Linked DNA regions of Mus musculus: regions 1 and 3 are each linked to region 2. Evidence: chromatin contacts called from public Micro-C and promoter capture Hi-C data. All regions are on one chromosome and are shown on one strand. Each heading gives the region's core, a stretch centred on a gene start, on an enhancer-like site or on the middle of the called end of the contact. The rest is flanking DNA. Distances are from core to core; before and after follow the strand shown. Region 1 has its middle 12 kb from the start of Zfp493. Region 2 holds the start of Zfp748 (zinc finger protein 748). Region 3 holds the start of Zfp953 (zinc finger protein 953).

Region 1 (2,738 bases), core at 97-2,596, 240 kb after region 2:
TCTGGCTTAGGTACTTGGGAGAATCCAGAATTAGAGATGTCCACACATGGGATGACCATCAAGGACACTAGCATATATAGAGTGGATTAGGCCTGAGCCTACAGGACAAATTGTGTTTCCGGATGGCATAGCAGGACAGATAGTGCTATCTATAGCCTTTCAAACCCATGAAGCTCATGAGTTTGACACTGGACACTGAACTATTTACACTGTTGGCTTTTGGTTTTGCTTTGGTTTAATTGTAATTGTTGTTCTCTCTTGGAACAACAAAGTATATAATTTATTTAGAGTCTATAGAAGCCACAGTTGAGAAACTTCAGATTTTTAAAGTGACCTTGAACTTACAATGTTTGAATTTGTTTAAAGACTATAAGGATTTTAAATGTATACTATGCTAAGGCATAGTATATTGTGATGTTAACATGAGATCTTGGGGATAAACCAGAAAAGAAAGGTTGTAGTGAAAGACCCCCGAAGGGAGACCCTCACTCAGACACTCAAGTCCCAGGACAGCCGCGTACCCAAGAAGACACTGAGACCATACATAAAATGTAGAAGGTAAGATTTAATAAAGTAGCAACATGAAAGCACACAGACCAGAGCTCTGGGGTCGAAATAAAGCAGCAACATGAAAGCACACAGACCAGAGCTCTGGGGTCGAAACTCATACACCTAGTGGCACCTAGTGGTGTAGAGGAGAATCGACGGTCAGCCAAAATTTTTCACAGGCTTATATAGTAAAACTCAAAGGGGGAGAACTGGGCAGGGAAAGTACAAGTTTACATCACTAGGGAGTTCTGCCAAAGGAATCTACGTAACTAAGGAGTCATGTCCTATCATTTGGCAATGTACCCGGTTCATTTTGAGGTTGTTCCAGGAGGCCTTTATCTCAAAAATGTTCTTGGAACAGTTTTTAGTTGGGAGGGTTCGAACTTTAGGGTGAGGAGTTTTGGGGTGAAAAGTTTAGGAGTGTTCCGGGAACAATTTCTAGATGGGAGGGGTCGGGCTCTGGGGTGAAGAAGAGTTCAGTAAAAATTTTTATTCTTCAGTAGTTTAATGGCAATGTATTTGTCATTACTATGAACAAGTTGACAAAGAATCAATGATGCTGGTTAGTTTTTGTCATGTGGACAAAAATTAGAGCCACCTGAGAAGAGACAATTTCAACTGAGGAATTGTTTCTATCAAAATGGCCTACGAGCATGTCTTTGGAGCATTTTCTTGATTAATGATTGGTTTGGGAAGGCCAAGCCCACTGTGGTTTGGACCAACCCTGGGCAGGTGATCCAGGACTGTATAAGAGAGCAAGCTGAGGAAGCCATGGTAAAAGCAGTAAGCAACATTCCTCCGTGTCTCCATTTCACACCCCCAGGTTGCTGCCTTGATCTCCTACTTTGGCTTCTCTTGATGATGGGCTGTAACCTGTTTGTAACCTCCTCCAGCCTAAAGCAGGCTGGTTCAGACCTTTGCCACTGAGGCGGGGCCACCTGCGGTGCAGCTCTTGTGACTAAGTTGGTTTCCTTTCATGTGACACTGCCTACCACGTGACACTGCCTACCACGTGACACTGCCTACCACGTGACACTGCCTACCACGTGACACTGCCTACCACGTGACACTGCCTACCACCTGCTGAGAGGCTGAACAGGTCCTCCAAAATTTTCCTGAGTTAACTGCAACCTGTGCATTTGGCGACTTACTGTTAAAAGGCTGTGTTGACAACTTGGCATCACAACATCAAGAAACTCTGCGTGGCAGGGCATGGGTTTCCCCCCTTTATAAGTGCAGATTTTTATTAAACATTTGAGCCTTGATCAGGAACCTTGTCTTGGCTTCCATTTTTCTCTCGACCGCCTAGTTTCTGTCTTTTCAGCCCCAGTTTGCCTCCCAGGAGTAGCCCCACCCCCACCCCCCATGTGAGCCTCGGGATGGCTCCCAACACCTGTTCGCTGAATAAACCCTTATCTTCCTAAATTGTTCTTGGTCCATGTATTAACCCAGCAGCAAGATAAACTGGGATATAAGCAAAGCATGGAAATATTGCTTGTAATTTATTTGATATGACTGAAAAACTAATTACAGACATTGGAATCATGCAGACATCTCAAGTCTGGTATAAACCTAAATTATTTTATTGGCTCAACTTTGAATACTGAAAGATCACAAATTCAGGATGATTTTTATCAGAACAAGCCTGAGTCCCAAGATTTTTAGAGGTACCCCCCTCCCAGTGAAGACCGTATAGTACATTCTTGGAATATAATTGTTTGAAATTTACTGATTTTTATAAATAAAAGTAAGTAGTTCTTAATGCATTGTCAGTATTGTGTTTGGAATAACATTCTGTCACAGACATTGAAATACTATATGTTAGTAAGATTTGGTTGCTAGTTTTGACACTCCAGCGAGAGAGGGTACCTCAGTGGAAGAATTGCGTCCATTGAACTGGATGTCTGTGGGGCTCTTTCTTAATTACTCCTTGATGTAGGAGGTTCCAGTCCACTCTGGGTGATACCACCCCAGAACAGGTGAGAATAGGGTGTTTGAAAAGGTAGCTAAACAAGAGCTTGAGAGCAAGGCAGTAAGTGGCACTCTTCAGTACTCTTTGACCCAGGTTCCTGTCCTAAATTCCTACCCTGGCTTCCTTGAATGTTGTACTGTAATGTGTAAGACAGAATAAACCCTTTCCACCCCAAGTTGCTTTTGGTCATGGTGTTTATCAAAGAAGCAAAGAGACA
Region 2 (2,700 bases), core at 128-2,627:
GGTGAGCATCATCATCGCCATCCTGCAAACTTTCCTATCAGAGTCTTTGTAAGGACGACATGTGTAATACAACAACGTCACTATATGTGAGTTTCTAAAATGAGTAATTCCTTCCCTCATATTTTCACTTGTACAAACAAAAGACTATGTGAGCAGCCCACTGTGAAAAAACTACAGGATCCCGAGTGAACCATAGCTCTTAAAGTCATCTCTTACTCTTTTGACCCAGTATAAAAACTTGGGAGAAACGGTTCCGGACGAACTGTTTAAGGGCACTCGTGGAACACAGATCCCACAACTAGTGACAGTTTTAGACACAGTATGCAGTGGACAACGACGGGAGAAAACCATGGGATCGATCAGAGAGCACTGTAAGCATCCGGTCAGGTAGGCAGGACTATTTCTCTTTCCCAGAGAAACTCAAGCACCTCTGTCCCCTTACAGTCAATCCCTAGACACCCTTGTAGCCTCTAGCCAACTCATCTCCCACAAACTAATGGCATCATAATTCCCAATGGAATTGGATGAGTTATTCTTCTCCAGTACAGTGCAGGATCAGTAATTTCTTGTTTTGCAAAGCTAGAATCTTTTCCTTTAGGGGATCATTCTAGCTCTGCATGGGGGTGTTAGTCTGAGGATTCAGGTCACAGCAGTGATCATTAAGTATTCCTATTTAAAACGGCAGTCCATAAATCTCTGTTCCAATGAAAATGGGATTAACATCCCATGCATCAATCTCTCTCGCAAAACTCTCCGTCCTTGGAAACTAGTAACTCTATGAACTTCTATCAATACAAACTAAAAGTATTAGGCCGGCTATAAAGTACAGGAGGGGCCAGATCTCCACTTGGTCTAGGTGTCCTGAGAAAACTGACAAGCGCGGGGAAGGCGTGGGTCCATAGCCAATCTGAGATGTATGAGTCCACCACCACCACTTCCAGGTACAGGTTACGAGCAGACCCGCCTGTCCGAGCAATCCTGGATTTTCATATTCCCAATTCCTTTCTTACCAATACAGCCTCTATAAGAGACCCAGGCAGCTACTCTGAGCTCACAAGAGCGTTCACTTCCAGCACCAACCGCATGCCCTCTCCCCGGCCCCAGCAGGCTTCCAGACGCTGTGGCCCAGCCTAGGTCAGCAGGGCTCCACCAAGTCTGTTCTTCCCGCCTCCGGGCCACCCCTCCTCCGCCGCCTCCGGGCCGGACCCGCCCTCGGTCCCTCCGACCTGCAGCGGTACGCGACACCCTGGACCAACCTCCATGTCAGCGATGCAAGCCGAGCGCGGAGCAGGACCAGAGAATCGCCCAACTTTGAGAGAAAATGCACTAGTGCAGTCGCAATGCGGAAGTGCCGTTTCCACAATGGCTCCTTGTGAAGCGATCCAACGGAAGACTACACTTCCCACAAGTCTGTGCGACGAGGCGCCAGGAAAACAGGCTGGTGACGTGTGTGTTTCCTGTGTTTCTTCACCTCTGCAGGTGAGGATGGATGGGAACGCGAGCATTTTTTGCACTGGGACAGCCATAGGGAGTCGGGCTGCTTTTAAAATCCCGGGTTCACTACCGGAGATGTTTGAATGTGAGTCGAGCCTTTGACTCTAATGTTTGCTGATTATTTCTGGTCAATCTGTACTGATTTAAAACTCAAAGTCTACTTATTATGAGGTTTATTCCATATGTAAAATTCACGTTGACTCAATTTAACTTTAAAATAAATCAGCAAAAAATTGTATGGAAATGACCACTTTCTGTTAAGATGATTTTACAATCAGCCTATTTGTCACTCCGTGTCTTCGCAGATGCTCAGGAGCTTAAGACAGAAGGATGCCAAATCCAAGGATAACCTGGGCAAAAGGTACAAACTACAAAAAAGGGTTACTGAGCATCTTAGGGGTAAAGTCCCTGCTTGCCTGGGATGAAGAAGGCTTTAGTTATAAATACACCACTACAATAGACAATCTCGTCCTGTAGTTAAATAAAATAACCAGTTTGCCACAGCTGGAAAAAAAGTCTTAGTGTGAACATTGGAATCCATACAGTGTAGTGCACAGGTCAAGGTGCACAGATATGATTTAAAATTATAGAACAAAATTAAAAGCCCAGCTCTCTAGAATTCACTTGTAAAGAACTCAGAGAATCTAACTGGGAACATAGAAATAATGAATGAATGAATAAAGATAGATTGGCACCATTGGGACCTCCTATCTCCTCGTAAATATCTAGTGCTGTACTGGTCATGCCAAAGACCAAAGAACAAACCTTTTTAGAAAGAAGAGTCTGGACTCGTGACGGACAGTGGTTCACAAGGAAGCTAAATCTCAGCTGAGAAGGAAAGTCTTTTTTTTTTTTTTTTTTTTTTAATAAGAAACTTGTGTCCTGCCGGGCAGTGGTGGCGCATGCCTTTTATCCCAGCACTTGGGAGGCAAAGGCAGACAGATTTCTGAGTTGGAGGCCAGCCTGGTCTACACAGTGAGTTCCAGGACAGCCAGGGCTATACAGAGAAACCCTGTCTCGAAAAACCAAAAAAAAAAAAAAAAAAAAAAAAAAAAAAAAAAAAAAAAAGAAAGAAAGAAAGAAAGAAAGAAAGAAAGAAAGAAAGAAACTTACTTGTGTCCTTTTTTATTCTTCCCTGAAATGTTTAAGAAGGAGTTTTAATAACTGGTTGGGGAGGGTGGTTGGAGAGATGGCTCAGCGGTTAAG
Region 3 (2,700 bases), core at 136-2,635, 190 kb before region 2:
TTGTGACAATAGATAAAAAACCTCTCAGAATCCACTGACAAGGCAGAACATGAAATTCTATCAGTCCAAAAGCTAAAACCTCATCAGATGGTATCTTAGGTAAATAGAATATCTCCGATGACTCTATGAGACACACACCAATGTATTTTAAATTTTCCTTGGTTAATGACATTCTCTGTTCTGTAAAACCATGAAACTGCCTTGTGTTGAAGCACAGAATTTGGATTAACCTAAGTCTGTATTCTCAGATAATGGCCACTCAAAAGGCTGACTAAACTGTCTCTTAACCCTTTAAGAGGAGAACTGCATTTTGCATGGACAGGAACCTATGTGAAAATTATAAGACCCCAAGTGTGCCAGAGCTTTCTGAATTTTTCTTACAACCACAGGAAAACATGAGGAAATCATTCTAGAAATGTCCAGTGAGCAGCAGTAAAGCTGGGTGCCAGATACAGGGACAGAGTGCATTTAAGAGAATTTAGATATTTCTGATAATGTGAACAGACAGAAGAAAATCATGTGACCAGAGGAGGGCCATCTCCTTTCTCTTTCAGAGACATTCCAGTCCCTTCCAGAGATCATGAGTTCCATTTCTCTCATCTCACCAAGTCATCTCTCATATCTGAGAAGGAGTCCAAATTTTGGACAGAACACATACTAAGAATTGTTGAGTATTATTGTCTAGTGTTTTTTTTTTTTAGCAGAAGGGCAAAATTCATAATTATTTGGATTGTGCAAACACTGGTTCATATCAATTACAGGACTACTCTGTGGCTATACAGCCATGTATTGTGGTGATTCAGGTACAGGATTATACATCCTGAGTTCTTATTCAACCCGAGGCATCCATAAATCTAACACTTTATTCCAAAGGAAAAGGAACTAACATTCCACACAACAATCACCCTCACGGGACTCTTTGTCCCTGGCACTAGGAACTTTAGGAAGATTTGTGAAGTCAAACTCCAGTACTAGATAGAACACAGAGTATAGGAGGCGCTAGATGTCCAAGTGTTCTAAATCTCCTGAGAATCTGACTACAGCCACGTGAGAACGGGTCAGCTAGGCAGAGCATATTTCCCCAGTAAAGATGAGTGCGCTCCTTTCAGCATCTCAGAAATAAGCAGTCAGCAGACCCAGCCTGCCCTTGCCATCCTGTTGTTTCCAACTTTCTTCCCTAGCCTAGGTCAGCACAACATCTCCAGGTCAGCAGCTTGCCCTGTCTCATAACAAGCCCAGATAAGCTCCTTCCGTGCCCGATACGCCACCCTGCACAGTCCCTCAGATCTGCAAGGTTGCGGTGTTCCCTGCACCAACCTCCATGTCAGAGATCCAAACGAAGGTTTCAACAGGACAGACGCCTAACTCTGGGGAGAAGTTAAGTTTGAAAATCAAATGCGGAAGTTTGATAGCAACGGCCAGCCTTCTGATGACGTCACAGGCATCCGGACTACATTTCCCACAAATCAGTGCGAAGAACTTCCATGAACCCACAGAACTGGGTTGTTCACCTGCTGGTATCCTGACTGTGATTCCTTGAAGTTGGGAAGAAACAGTCTTCTGCACTTGGGCAGTCACAGGGCATTTGGATTCATTTAAAGTTCTGTGGTCCCAGCACGCAATGTTAGCCTGTGAGTCGACCCTTTCACAGTGATGTTTATCAGGTTTCTTAGTTATTTCTGCTAGAACACCGTGATTTTAAACTATCTTACTACCACATGGAAAACTCGCACTTTCATGACTTGCTTTACTTAAAAATATGGAAGCAAGAGCTAATTTAAGGTGCTCTTGAAACCATCCTTGGTGACCCTGCCTGCTACGCAGCATATCAGGTGCTTAAGACAAAAGACTTAGAATTCAAAGCCAGCAACCATCAGGTATTTTCTGAGCACTTGCTTTCCTCTGCATCTCTCCCAAGAGGAGGAGCAGAGCTCCTGGGATCGCAGTGGTGTATGTCCTAACTCTTGGTCCATTTTGTATTATAGGATTTCTGCCTGTGTTAGGTTTGATGTTCCGTATTGAATTCTCCGTCTCTCATGTGAGCCTGTCATCGTTCATATTTGGCAATATTTGAACATCAGTGGTATCCGCCTTGAACTTCCGTTATTTCTCCGAAGCAGAACACCGAGATAATTCCTTCTTGAATACAAAGGTATCAGAAATATGTTCATAGCATTGCCAAATGAGGTCGGTATATTAAAGAAGTTACACTGGAAACATACAATATTGAGAATTCCCATCTCTTCTTGGGAAGGTTTATTCCTGTGAAGTTCAAGCTTGAGTCAAAGTTACAAACCCCATTGCAGAAAAGGCTTCATACTTCCCTGATATATTATGATTCAAAAGGAAGCTGTTTCAGAGCAAAGACTGTGCAGAGTCCCTATTGAGTTCTTTGTCAGGGAGTGTGTTTACCTATGGATGCAGAACACCTTCCTCGATTTAGAGAAACTAGAGTCAAGAAGCAGTACATTCACCTGGACACTTGATTGGCATGTCTGTTTAGAATGAGGTCATGAGTGGTCTGTCCTCCTCCTGAATATTGCAGTGGAAGGCATTGTCAGCAACCACAAGGACAGAATTTCTGAGCATAGCAAGTTTTCTAATATGTGTATGTGTTGAGGTTCGGTGTGTTGCTATGTTTTGTTATGCTAAATTCTCTACTCAAAGGTCTAGACTCTCTACTGACTTCTCACATTTACA

What was found. Promoter capture Hi-C pulls out the DNA fragments that hold promoters and counts their contacts. A called contact is a pair of places that touch in the nucleus more often than the background predicts.
Region 1: a contact with region 2 is called in a Micro-C map of embryonic stem cells, with 2.2 times the contacts expected there. The contact joins the enhancer-like site here to the promoter of Zfp748 in region 2. A contact is called at or near these places in 3 of 39 promoter capture datasets (embryonic stem cells and liver), 5 of 484 Hi-C or Micro-C datasets (CD4 T cells, embryonic stem cells and uterus), 4 of 115 datasets of contacts at active chromatin or transcription factors (embryonic forebrain, embryonic stem cells and stem cell-derived neural progenitor cells) and 3 of 9 other capture datasets (adipose tissue, liver and pancreatic islet).
Region 3: a promoter capture Hi-C map of macrophages shows a contact between it and region 2, with 8 read pairs. The contact joins the promoter of Zfp953 here to the promoter of Zfp748 in region 2. A contact is called at or near these places in 8 of 39 promoter capture datasets (erythroid cells, frontonasal cranial neural crest, hematopoietic stem and progenitor cells and 4 more), 13 of 484 Hi-C or Micro-C datasets (CD4 T cells, CD8 T cells, the N1E-115 cell line and 8 more), 9 of 115 datasets of contacts at active chromatin or transcription factors (CD8 T cells, the SCID.adh cell line, bone marrow-derived macrophages and 3 more) and 2 of 9 other capture datasets (adipose tissue and liver).

The regions. Positions count from the first base shown.
Region 1 is chr13:67,790,700-67,793,437 of GRCm38.p6, forward strand. No RefSeq gene overlaps it. Among named protein-coding and RNA genes, the nearest start is that of Zfp493, 12 kb to the left of the region's middle. Within about 2 kb of position 1,347, at least 7 of the 459 cell types and tissues checked have an H3K27ac peak or open chromatin away from gene starts, as enhancers often do. A contact at or near this core is called in embryonic stem cells, where this site is marked.
Region 2 is chr13:67,551,775-67,554,474 of GRCm38.p6, forward strand. It overlaps Zfp748 (zinc finger protein 748), which reads right to left and starts at 1,378. Exons shown (of 4, transcript NM_001035231.3): 1 at 1,257-1,378. The coding sequence starts at 1,262. 9430065F17Rik (RIKEN cDNA 9430065F17 gene) reads left to right here and starts at 1,428. Exons shown (of 5, transcript NR_131100.1): 1 at 1,428-1,479; 2 at 1,800-1,855.
Region 3 is chr13:67,359,187-67,361,886 of GRCm38.p6, forward strand. It overlaps Zfp953 (zinc finger protein 953), which reads right to left and starts at 1,386. Exons shown (of 4, transcript NM_001038651.3): 1 at 1,318-1,386. The coding sequence starts at 1,323. Gm17039 (predicted gene 17039) reads left to right here and starts at 1,479. Exons shown (of 2, transcript NR_167764.1): 1 at 1,479-1,877; 2 at 1,986-2,700.